3 separate regions of the Mus musculus genome follow, and all the other regions are linked to region 2. The links are chromatin contacts, called in public HiChIP or PLAC-seq maps. All regions are on one chromosome and are shown on one strand. Each heading gives the region's core, a stretch centred on a gene start, on an enhancer-like site or on the middle of the called end of the contact. The rest is flanking DNA. Distances are from core to core; before and after follow the strand shown. Region 1 holds the start of Dars (aspartyl-tRNA synthetase). Region 2 has its middle 22 kb from the start of Cxcr4. Region 3 has its middle 110 kb from the start of Gm23056.

Region 1 (3,843 bases), core at 639-3,138, 150 kb before region 2:
TTTTAAATATGGAAATTTGTTCACTTATGTATGTGCTTACTACAAAGAAAAAAAGCACCCAGTTTCTGGTTATATATTTATTATATTTACATATGTGCATAGATATATCATGCATAATAGTACTCCCAGGTATAACTTACACATGCATAGAATGCTTCTTAACTACCTTATTCCAAGGGAGATTAATCTACTTCAAAGAAGAGATATAAATTTGCCCTGTGAAGGGAGTAAGATGAAGTCCTACAGTTTTATTAACTTCCTATCACAGGAAGAGGTGTTCAAAGAGAACCAACGCTTTGGGTAAGGTTTCTGAGCACCAGATGTTCACTTGTTAGAAATCGGAGCTGTTTGATACACGCTAACTACAACTTTCCTTTTGTAAAACACGACCAGAAAATTCACCTGCCTCCTATTTCTACAACTAATAACAGGTTACATAGTTTGAGAATGGCAATATTATCAAATTTCATGGAGTAAGTTAGGAAGAGGAGCTGAAGTTCAGGCTATAAACTACACTTATTAAACAGTTACGTAGTCTTTCATTTTATCTTACCTTACCTCTACAATGTTCTTAAGTTCCTTCCATTTATTTATAGAACTCTATTATAATGTCTACCATATACTGTATCTTATACCTATACTACTTACAATGGTGTGTTGATAATTTATACAATTAGACACACTAACACACAAAAATAATTTCCTTAAATTTTTTTTTAACAAGGTAGTTTTGAAAGATGTCTGAAACAGTTTCTGTTCTTCTACATTCTCTTGTTGAAATTGTTTCTTCAATATGAGAGAACTGTCACATAATGGTATGTGCCATAAATAGGTGGTGCATTTGAACCAAAGGGGGGTGAAAATAAGAAAAAAAAGTGTTATTGTTTCTATTTAGTACTCACATTTCAGCAGAACTAAATAGTAACTTATTATTCTGAGTTATGATGTAGTTAGCAAATGCTGAATTCCTCCACCAAAAAATTAGGAGCCAGGAAAAGATTAAGACTTAAGTATTACTACAAACACCTAACTTAGAGGATTTCAAACCTTGACTTCTGCAAAGTGCTATGGATCACTGAGGGTTATCTCTGGGAATTGCACTACCCTACCTCACAGAGTCACTGAGAAAGGAAACCAAGATAACACGTGTTGGCAGCTGTCACAAGGAAAAGTCATTAAATACACTGGCAGCTCGTGCTGCAAAGGGCTGTCTTTACTGGCCAGAACATTATGAGGGCTGAGGGTATCGATTAGTGGTGCTTTATCAGAAATGTCCGGGGACTGGGCTGGTGTGTTCCGTGCAGGACGTGCTAACCTAGGAAGGCTCGAGTGAACCTCGCCGCAGCTACTTCCGGTTCCGCGAGCGCCCACGTTTGCCTGTCCCCCCACCCCCAGGAACACGGTTCTTCCAGGCCACGGTCCCAAGAGTTAACAGTCCCGAGTAGTTGAGGCCGCGAGCCCAGGCACGGCCCCTGGGGTCCTCGGGAGCACTGGCCTGCGACGCGACACCCCACGCCGCGGCCTGCGAGTAAAGCGCTGACGGGAGCTACGGAAGCGGCGCCCGGATCGCCCCACTCCCTCCCTCAGCGCACTCCCCGACCCGGGGGGAAAGGAGGAAACCCACTTCCGCCGCGTCCACGATCTCCCGCGGCTTCTCCTGACCCTTACGGCTGGCGTTGGTGCTGGGCATCAGGACACTGGATTTGGGGAGTGGATACCACCCTCCCTCGCAGGCTTCCGTAGGACAGGCTAAGAAGCGGCTCCCTCCCGCACAGTCTCGCCCTCCCAGCCCGGGTTCTAAGCCCCCAGTCTCCGCGTGGAACCTTGGCTTCGGAAATATCGCGAGAGCCACAGCGAGCTCTCGCGCGCCGCCGCCAGCTCCTCCCTCTGCCCCGCCCACGGGAGTCATGGGGCGTGGCCCAGAAGTGGGTGTGGTCTCGCAGGATAGGCTCCGAGGAATCTTCCCTGCAGAGCCTCTTGACATACCTACCCTCTTGGTCTAACTTCATTCCAGTTAATTGTCTTCCCCTTGCTCCCAGAGTCCCTCTTTTTAAATTTAATTCTAATTATTTTAAAGACAGGGTCTGTGTAATGCTGTCTGGCCTGGAACTCACGAGGATCCTCCTGCCTCTGCTCCCTGAGTGCTGGGATTAAGAGTGTGAAACACCACGAGCTTGCTTACTTGTATATTTAGAGACAGGGAGTTGGGGGTGGGGTGAGTATCATTGTTTCACCCTCCCTGGCAGACAGCTTGTCTCGCGTCCTGCCAGCTGGGATCTCCGCTTTTGGAATTGATGCCTTCACTGCCCTGTGGAAGCCTGTCTCTTGGGTCAGAGGAGGTCTCTGGGCAACCTGCTCTGTGTGGGAAGGCAGGATGCTGTGTTAGAGGTAGGCAGGTAGGCTCCTAAGGCAGGATGGAGTACTGTTTTAAAAGCAATAGCCTACAGGTTTTCCTTGACTTGTTGTGTTGTGAAAGGCAATGCATAGTATAGTGTTGGTTGTCTAATGGGTGAATCTTCCCTAAATTAGACTTTTGAAAAATGCTGTCGTTTTTATTGAATGTGGGCTTTGGTAATTCGGGCCTGCAGTTAACAGCACTCAGGAAGCAGAGGCCAGCCTTGTTTGCGTAGTGAGACTCTATCTTAAAACAACAACCAAGAAGGAAAAGTTTGTTGGGATGAAATTTGAAGACTTGATTACATACTACTTCCGGTGCTGGACACAAGCTTTAGCCGTCTTTGTCACATTTTAGCTGTCTGTAGTGTCTTATCTTGACATAAAATGTCATGGTCAATACTTGTTAACAGGATACAATTGGACCCTCCTCCCCAACCCTACCTTATCCCCTCAAATGAAAGCTCTCTGGGAATAACTTTACTTAGATCTGGAATCCAGGTAAGATTTTACTTAGATCTGGAATCCAGGTAAGATAGATATGGTGGCTCCAGAAGTGTAGTTTACTATGTAGTTATAGGTGGGGGAAAATATGGTTCAATTAACTCATCAGTGGTTATAAATATGTGCTTTGTGCTAAGCGTTATATAAACCATTGGCAATAAAATGATTACTGATGGTTCTGGCCAGGATCCTGAGCTGATCTTTCTACTTGACGCAGGCTGACTGCCGAGAAGAGACACATCTTAATCTGCTACTGTTTGCTCAAAACAGAAGAATGTATTCATTCCTTAGGGAATGATAGTGAATACTTATGGTCAATAGCACATTCCATTATAGTCAAGGGATTCCAATGCAGAAAGCATCTGAATTGGCTCCATTTCTAAAAGAAGTATTTATTCTCTTAGCCTTAGTACTAATGTATGCCCTGATCGACAGAAGGCAACATATAAATTCTATTGTCATTTGGTAGGGTGGAATTGTCATATTTCAGTGTGTCCACAAGACTCCTTTTGTTTGTTTGTTTCTTGTTGTTTTCCTGCATATGTCTTACTGTGCTCCTTTGCTTTGATAGAATATTCTTATTTAGGTCATAACTTTGGAGTAACGATGTAAATATGTGTAAGAAATATCAACTATGACTTTTTCTATCGAATACTGTAAAACTTGTGTTTAAAACCAGGAATTCAAATCTGTTTATCTCCCTTTCCTTACAAGACTTATGAAAATGCTTTAGTTCCCTACCCAGTAAAACCTTTGTTTACACAAAGGCTCCATGCTCTAGACTAGGAATTCAATGGCCTGGAACAGTGACCCTTTTCTCCTTGGAGCAGTGACCCCTTCCTGCTTCTTCCATTTCCTGTGCACCAGTTCTTTGCAGACTAGCCAACTGAATAAGACTGTGAGGTCGGACCCCAGCCAATGGGGAAAAGACACAGCTGAGGTAAA
Region 2 (4,103 bases), core at 1,200-3,699:
CAGGGAGAATGATGAAAGAGGGGGAGGGGAGGGCTGGGTTAGACAAAGAAAGAACAGATGTTTTAACATAACAATAATCACACAGCAGTAATAAATGTCGCAATGGCTAGTTTTTATTTTTATACTTTTAAAAAAATGTATGTGAGGTTCTTCGTTCATGAGTGTGTGTCTACCATTTGCTTGCTTGGTACTGGTGAAGGTCAGAAGAAGACACCAGGGACTGGAGAGATGGCTCGGTGGTGAAGTGCACTGGCTGCTCTTTCAGATTCTCAGCATTGGAATGGTGGCCCACAGCTGTCTGCAGCTCCAGCTCTAGAGGATTCGACTCTTCTGGCTTCTTTGGACTCTGCACACATAGATTTATGCAGGCAAAACACTCATGTACACAACTCTCTCCTCTCTCTCTGTCTTTCTCTGTCTCTCTCTGTGTCTCTGTCTCTGTCTGTCTGTCTCTCTCTGAGATAGGGTTTCTCTGTAGTCCTGACTGTCCTGCAACTCACTCTGTAAACCAGGTCTGGCTTTGCACTCACAGAGATCTGCCTGCCTCTACCTCCTGAGTGCTGCAACTAAAGGGGTATGTGCTACCAGCACCTGGCTTAAAAATAAAGAAGAAAACATCATGTCCTTTGGAATGGAAGTTATATAGTTGAACCACTGTGTAGGTGTTGAAAACCAAACCCTAGTCTTCTGCAAGATAGCAAGTACACTTGACTGCTGAGCCATCTCTCCAGCCCCGGATGGCTAATTTTACCTGCTAACTTGCCACAACCTAGAATCACCTGTTGTGGTGGATTTTCCAGAGAGATTCTTTTCTTCTACTTATCTCTCTGTTTGCACCAAGCACTCCCCAATGTGACATTCAACAAGCAAGAGTCTTTCTAATATTCTGTTATTAAAGTTTAGCTAGGCATGTTTGGCTGTTTATCCAAAGTCTTTATTTCAGTTCTCTGCTTCATTTATGTTGGGTCATGTGGCCTTCCTCTTGACTAAAGAGGTGTTAACAAGAGGTATCTTGATAAGTTTGAGGTGGTGACCCTAAATTTTTATTCTCCTTTCTATGTAAAAATATTGTGTTTTGGAAACTCTCTCTCTCTCTCTCTCTCTCTCTCTCTCTCTCTCTCTCTCTCTCTCTCTGTGTGTGTGTGTGTGTGTGTGTGTGTGTTACTGAGGATGAAACCCAAAGCCTTGGGCAAGCTAGACAAGCACTGAGCTATGTACCCAGTCCTTAGAACTTTGCACTTTGGTGGCAAAACAATCGTATCAGCCCTGGGCTTTTAACATATGGCATATATATATATATATATATATATATATATATATATATATATATATACACATGAATATTTCTGCTTTCCTTGAACTAGTTTCTTGGGGACCATTTAATATAGTACTTAGCAGAATGGATTGCATGAAGCTCTGGTTTTGACTCCCAGCACTTCATAAAACTTGGTGAGATGACACATGTTTGCAATCTGAGCATTGGGAGGTAGGCTGGAAGAGTAGAATTTTAAGGTCATCTCTCTCTACATAGCAAATTGGAGTTTCTATCTTCTATCTATCTATCTATCTATCTATCTATCTATCTATCTATCTATCTATCTATCTATCAACTATTAATCTATTATCTATCTATTGTTTATCTATTATCATCTATCTACTATCTATGTATCTTTGTGTCTATGAATCCATCCATCCATTCATCCATTCATCCATCCATCCATCTTATCTCTATCCCCTAACTAATATATGACATCTTCCCCATATGCATATTCATCTACCTAATTTTTAACATTTATTTATATTTATGTGTAAATGTGTAGCTGTGTGTGAGTTTGTACACATGAGTGCCATGCCTGAGGAAGCTGGAGGAGGGTGTCAGATTTTTTGGAGCTAGAATTACAGCTGATTGTGAGCTAACCAACATGGTGTTGGTAAGTGAACTCTGGTTCTCTGCAAGAGCAGCGAGCACTCTGATCCTCTGCGCTGTCTCTCCAGACAGCCAGCCACCTAGTTTCTTAAGTCAGAAACCTGTTTATCTCCACATCCTGTCGGTTATACCTAAAAGGTCTACCTCACAAATACCCACAAGCCAATCTCAGATCTAGTAGTGATGGCCACCGTTAGTCTGGCTTTGACCCCACCCAGTCATCTCCTGACCACAGGCAGAAACTTTAACGTGTCATTCCACATGTCTGTTTCAACACAGGGGCGTCCCCAGCATCCTAAACGAGGTCCTCCAGAGCCCAGCGGTCTTGTTTTCTCCCCCAACTTCACCTCTCATCACAATCCCTAGCTCCTCCCATCACTCGCTCTAGCTCCTCCCATCACTCTCCCGAGCTCCTCCCATCATTTTCCTTAGCTTCATTCATCATTCTCCCTAGCTTCCAATTCTTCAGAGGCAACAACGCGCTCCTTTCTAGCTCACTCTCTCCAACCGCTGAGCTCATTGCCTCATAGACTGCTGTTTTGACATCTCTGAGTCTGTTCCTTCCTACTTTGTCGTGTCGACTCCTATTCGTTCTCCTGGCAACAGCTTACTTACTCTCTCTCACCGCAGCCTTCTAATTTTCACAGCAACCTATTCTTTTATGTTTTTAACGTAAAGTTAAAATATATTCTTTGTGAAATTCATGCCATAAACAATGTCTTTCAACCATATTGATCCCCTTACTCTTTTTCTAATTCCTCCTGGGTATTTCCCCACATCACCTTCTAAATTTCATGTCCTCTTTCTTTCTTAGTATCCCTTTGAGTGCAATTTATGCTGTCCATATACACATGGTCAGGGGATCTTCATTGGAGCATAATTGACCAACCAGAGGGCAATAAAGAATACTAACCATGAGTCCACTAGAAGCCACCAGTTGTCAATAGCTCCTTAGCTGTGGGTGGGAGCTTATGAGTCTCTTCCTGTTCCATGATGGATTGTTAACTGGCTTGATCATGTGCAGGTTTCATGGAGACAACTACAGTTGCTGTGATCTCATGAGTACACTGGTTCTATCATGTACAGAAGACATTATAACTACTCCCTCTTCCTCTTTCCCTCTCCCACGTCCCTGTGTCTATGTGATTTGAGACAAGTTCTCCCACAGCCGAGACTGGTCTGTACCTTCCTGTGAGGCTGGAGGTGACCTTCAATGTCTTATCTTGTTGTTTCAACCTTCCCCCATGTTATATGACAGCTGTATGCCACCCTGCCTGACGCAGGCCACACTTGAGGTTTGTGTGCATGCCAGACAAGCACTCTACTGATGGAACTGCATTCCCAGTCCTTCTAAGGGACTCCACCACAGAAGACTTTATTTGAAAATTGGTGTTGCTATCAGGTTTTAAAAAATCTCTCATTTTCTGGTTAGAAAACTAGCCAGTTGTCTTCAGGAGCTAAGGAGTTAGCTCGGTGGGTAAAGAACACTTGTTTCTGCTGAAAGGATTCAGTCTCTTCTGAAACAATAAAATGAAGAGCAACAGAGAACAACACATAATAGACCTGGCCTGGACTGGCTTCCATAAGGGCACACATTGCTGAGCTGTGTCCACATGTACACACGAGTGCATGCACACACACCCACACAAATAAACACACACACATAGGCAAAAGCACACACCACACACACAAACATATACTCTCACAGATGGACACACCACACACACATATACACACTCACATATGCGCACACAAACACAGACACACACCAAACACATACGAACACATACCACATACATACACACATATACACACCATGCTCACTCAGAGATACACATACCACACACACCCTGACACACAAACACACACACATATACATACACTCACACACTCACGTATGCACCCACCCACACACATGCACACACTGGGGAGGGCTGGACAGTGATTCAGAGAACACACACACTCACACACTGTGTGGACTCTGGGATTTGAGAACCTAGGGAAGGAAACCTGGGCAGCACAGGAAACTCTCACAAAGGAGAAGGTTGCACCTTATGAAACCCAGTGAGGAAATGCACTTCAAGTGTGCCTGTTCCTACCCTCTACAGGTCCTCTGGACAGAGACCTGTGTGGCCCAGTCCCTGTAGCAGGGACATGGGATGAGGTCAAAGGAGCC
Region 3 (3,966 bases), core at 436-2,935, 210 kb after region 2:
GCAAGGCAAAAGACACCATCAATAAGACAAAGAGACCACCAACAGATTGGGAAAGGATCTTTACCTATCCTAAATCAGATAGGGGACTAATATCCAACATATATAAAGAACTCAAGAAGGTGGACTTCAGAAAATCAAACAACCCCATTAAAAAATGGGGCTCAGAACTGAACAAAGAATTCTCACCTGAGGAATACCGAATGGCAGAGAAGCACCTGAAAAAATGTTCAACATCCTTAATCATCAGGGAAATGCAAATCAAAACAACCCTAAGATTCCACCTCACACCAGTCAGAATGTCTAAGATCAAAAATTCAGGTGACAGCAGATGCTGGCGAGGATGTGGAGAAAGAGGAACACTCCTCCATTGTTGGTGGGATTGCAGGCTTGTACAACCACTCTGGAAATCCGTCTGGCGGTTCCTCAGAAAATTGGACATAGTACTACCGGAGGATCCAGCAATACCTCTCCTGGGCATATATCCAGAAGATGCCCCAACTGGTAAGAAGGACACATGCTCCACTATGTTCATAGCAGCATTATTTATAATAGCCAGAAGCTGGAAAGAACCCAGATGCCCCTCAACAGAGGAATGGATACAGAAAATGTGGTACATCTACACAATGGAGTACTACTCAGCTATTAAAAAGAATGAATTTATGAAATTCCTAGCCAAATGGATGGACCTGGAGGGCATCATCCTGAGTGAGGTAACACATTCACAAAGGAACTCACACAATATGTACTCACTGATAAGTGGATATTAGCCCAAAACCTAGGATACCCAAGATATAAGATACAATTTCCTAAACACATGAAACTCAAGAAAAATGAAGACTGAAGTGTGGACACTATGCCCCTCCTTAGAAGTGGGAACAAAACACCCTTGGAAGGAGTTACAGAGACAAAGTTTGGAGCTGAGATTAAAGGGTGGACCATGTAGAGACTGCCTTATCCAGGGATCCACCCCATAATCAGCATCCAAACGCTGACACCATTGCATACACTAGCAAGATTTTATCGAAAGGACCCAGATGTAGCTGTCTCTTGTGAGACTATGCCGGGGCCTAGCAAACACAGAAGTGGATGCCCACAGTCAGCTAAAGGATGGATCACAGGGCTCCCAATGGAGGAGCTAGAGAAAGTACCCAAGGAGCTAAAGGGATCTGCAACCCTATAGGTGGATCAACATTATGAACTAACCAGTACCCCGGAGCTCTTGACTCTAGCTGCATATGTATCAAAAGATGGCCTAGTCGGCCATCACTGGAAAGAGAGGCCCATTGGACACACAAACTTTATATGCCCCAGAACAGGGGAACGCCAGGGCCAAAAAGGGGGAGTGGGCGGGTAGGGGAGTGGGGGTGGGTGGGTATGGGGGACTTTTGGTATAGCATTGGAAATGTTATTGAGCTAAATACCTAATAAAAAATGGAAAGAAAAAAAAAAAAAAAAAAAAAGATCTCAAGGCATGGCTCTGCCCACAATCTTCCTTCTGCCTACCAGCTACCTCTCTCAGCTTGAAGTCCCACCAGGGTGCCTATCTGCAGGAGACACAGGCATTCAAGTTCTTACAAAGTAGATCTTTAGGCTGAGGCTAGCCCACAAACCAGACCTGACCTCTCCGAGTTTGAGAGAGGCTCCTTGGGAGGAAGGAGTGACTCGAAAACCTCCCCACTCACACCCCTCCTCTCAGGAGAGTTTCAATTCTGGGTCAAGAGTTGAAACCACCCTGACAAACTACCTAGCCACCCTGGACTATCTCAGGTTTCAGGTCAGGCTTTTGCAGAAGCTCCTCTGGCCTCCTTTTTCTTACAGTGTGACTCTGGGAATTTTTACAACTTATTCTGCGTGCATTGAGGCAGCCTAGCTCTTCTGTGGGGGAGAAGCAGCTCTTAACGCAACACTTTATTATTGTTACATATTTTTGGTCCTGAGCCTATATTTATTTGAAAAAATTTTTACTTGTGTGTGAATGGTGTGTGTGTGTGTGTGTGTGTGTGTGTGTGTGTGTGTGTGTGTGTGTAGTGTGTCCCTGTGCCAAACTGTGCATATGGAGGTCAGAAGACGACCTTAGGTATTGAATGTTACCTTCCATTTTGTTTGAAGAAACGGTCTCTGGTCGGCAGCTGTGTACTCGACTAGTTGGTCTAACAGCTTATGGTATCTTTTGTCTCTAGGTCCCTATAAAAGTCCTGGGACTATAGCCATGTGCTAAGCATCCAGCCTTTGTATGGGTTCTGTGGATTCAGACTCAGATTGCCACATTGGTGCAGTAAGCACTTTATCCACTAAGTCATTTCCCCCATCCCTGTTTTTAATGGACATGGAGTAATTATACATTTTTATGAGACACATTATGACACTCTAATACATTTGTATGATGTATAATATTCATAGGGTAATTGGCATATTCATTGCCTTAGGTGTGCATTGTTTCTTTGACAACTGTTTGTTTCTGTTACTCAAAAGTGTTTTTCTTTTTTACTTTTATTTATGGATATGTGTGTATGTACATATCTACATGTTTGGGCACATGATCACACATGTGCCATGGCCTGCTCAGAGGTCGGAGAACCACTTGTGGGAGTTGGCAATTTCCTCTCACCATGTGGGCTCTGAGGATTAAACTTGAGTTGTCAGGTTTGATGGCAAGAACCTTTACCTGATAAACCATTTAACCGTTAGCCAGCCCTATAACATTTCAGGAATATGGAGAGAGAGAGAGAGAGGGAGAGAGAGCGAGAGCGAGAGAGAGAGAGAGAGAGAGAGAGAGAATGTCTTTCCTACCCATGTACATTTAAAGTTTACAATAAAAATGTGCAACAATAAAACTAACACCCTAGTATTATTTCCAAAATCACATATGAAACATTACAGGGCGGCAAAGGGTACTGTTGATCATGCTTTTGCATTTTAATATATCTTGAGTTTACTTTTAATTATATGTGTGTGTGTCTCAGGTTATGTGCACGTGAGTGCAATACCTGTGGAGAACAAAGAGAGTATCAGGTCCCCTGGAGTTGAAGTTATAGGTGACTATGGGCTACTTGGCTTAGACGCTGGGATCTGAACTCCAGGCCTCTGCAACAGCAGTAGGAGCTTTTAACTGCTGAGCCATCTCTCCAGCCCTACTTTGTGTTTAAGAATCATGTAAATCCATGTAAACGAAAGCTTATGATTCAGTGACATTTAGTATGCCTGCAATGTGTGGCTTCCATCTGCATCCAGACTGTTTGCTTTACCCCCAAATAAAGCCTATATCCAACAGGCAGGAATTCTTATCTTCCCACGGCCTCCCCCAGCCACCTTCTGCCTCTGTGGACTTAGCGCTTCTGGATACATTACGGAAATGCACTTGTGTGATATTTTCTTTCTGCTGATTTTTTAAATCTGAGAGAGTCAGGGAAGGAGAAGGAGAGAGACAGACACAGAGAGAATCAGAGACAGAGGGAAGTGCCAGTGTGGATGGGCACACCCCACAGCCTGCTTCAGTAAGTCAGAGGACAACTTTTGAGAGCTGGTTCTGTTATTCCACTGGAGGATCCAGTAATCAAACTCATGTCTCCAAGCTTGCACACTCACTGGCCCGATGTTTGTTCTTTAAAAGAAAAGAAAAAGAAAATGTGTGAGTGTAAGTGAATGTGCGCGCAGGTGTTGGTGTGTATGTTGGTGTATGTGTGTATGCACCTGTGTATAGAGGTCAGAGTGCAACCTCAAATGTCATTTCTCTGGAGCCATCCATCCTTTCTTTGAGACACGTTCTCTCTTCCTGGCCTGGAACTTGCCAAGGAGGACAAGCTGGCTGGCAGCCAGCCCCAGGGGTTTGCTCGTCTCTCTTCCCCAGGGCTGGCACCACAAGTGAGCCACTAAAACATGGGCTTTGGGGATCCTATGTGGGCACTTGTGCTTGCTAGGTAAGCAGGTCGACAACAGAGCTATCTTCCTGTCCTGCTTTATATTGTT

Evidence for each region. HiChIP or PLAC-seq counts read pairs in DNA pulled down with a chosen protein or histone mark.
Region 1: a contact with region 2 is called in a BATF HiChIP or PLAC-seq map of CD8 T cells, with 7 read pairs. The contact joins the promoter of Dars here to the enhancer-like site in region 2. A contact is called at or near these places in 9 of 39 promoter capture datasets (3T3-L1-derived adipocytes, the C10 cell line, the HPC-7 cell line and 4 more), 2 of 15 datasets of contacts at CTCF or cohesin (large pre-B cells and pro-B cells), 18 of 484 Hi-C or Micro-C datasets (B cells, CD4 T cells, CD8 T cells and 11 more), 22 of 115 datasets of contacts at active chromatin or transcription factors (CD8 T cells, the HPC-7 cell line, the SCID.adh cell line and 18 more) and 2 of 9 other capture datasets (adipose tissue and liver).
Region 3: a contact with region 2 is called in a CTCF HiChIP or PLAC-seq map of CD8 T cells, with 5 read pairs. The contact joins two enhancer-like sites. A contact is called at or near these places in 1 of 15 datasets of contacts at CTCF or cohesin (CD8 T cells) and 5 of 115 datasets of contacts at active chromatin or transcription factors (CD8 T cells, bone marrow-derived macrophages, effector CD8 T cells and 2 more).

The regions. Positions count from the first base shown.
Region 1 is chr1:128,415,528-128,419,370 of GRCm38.p6, forward strand. Dars (aspartyl-tRNA synthetase) reads right to left here and starts at 1,889. Exons shown (of 16, transcript NM_177445.5): 1 at 1,625-1,889. The coding sequence starts at 1,690.
Region 2 is chr1:128,568,067-128,572,169 of GRCm38.p6, forward strand. No RefSeq gene overlaps it. Among named protein-coding and RNA genes, the nearest start is that of Cxcr4, 22 kb to the right of the region's middle. Within about 2 kb of position 2,450, at least 59 of the 459 cell types and tissues checked have an H3K27ac peak or open chromatin away from gene starts, as enhancers often do. A contact at or near this core is called in CD8 T cells, the HPC-7 cell line, acute myeloid leukemia and 1 more, where this site is marked.
Region 3 is chr1:128,778,241-128,782,206 of GRCm38.p6, forward strand. No RefSeq gene overlaps it. Among named protein-coding and RNA genes, the nearest start is that of Gm23056, 110 kb to the right of the region's middle. Within about 2 kb of position 1,686, at least 4 of the 459 cell types and tissues checked have an H3K27ac peak or open chromatin away from gene starts, as enhancers often do. A contact at or near this core is called in CD8 T cells, where this site is marked.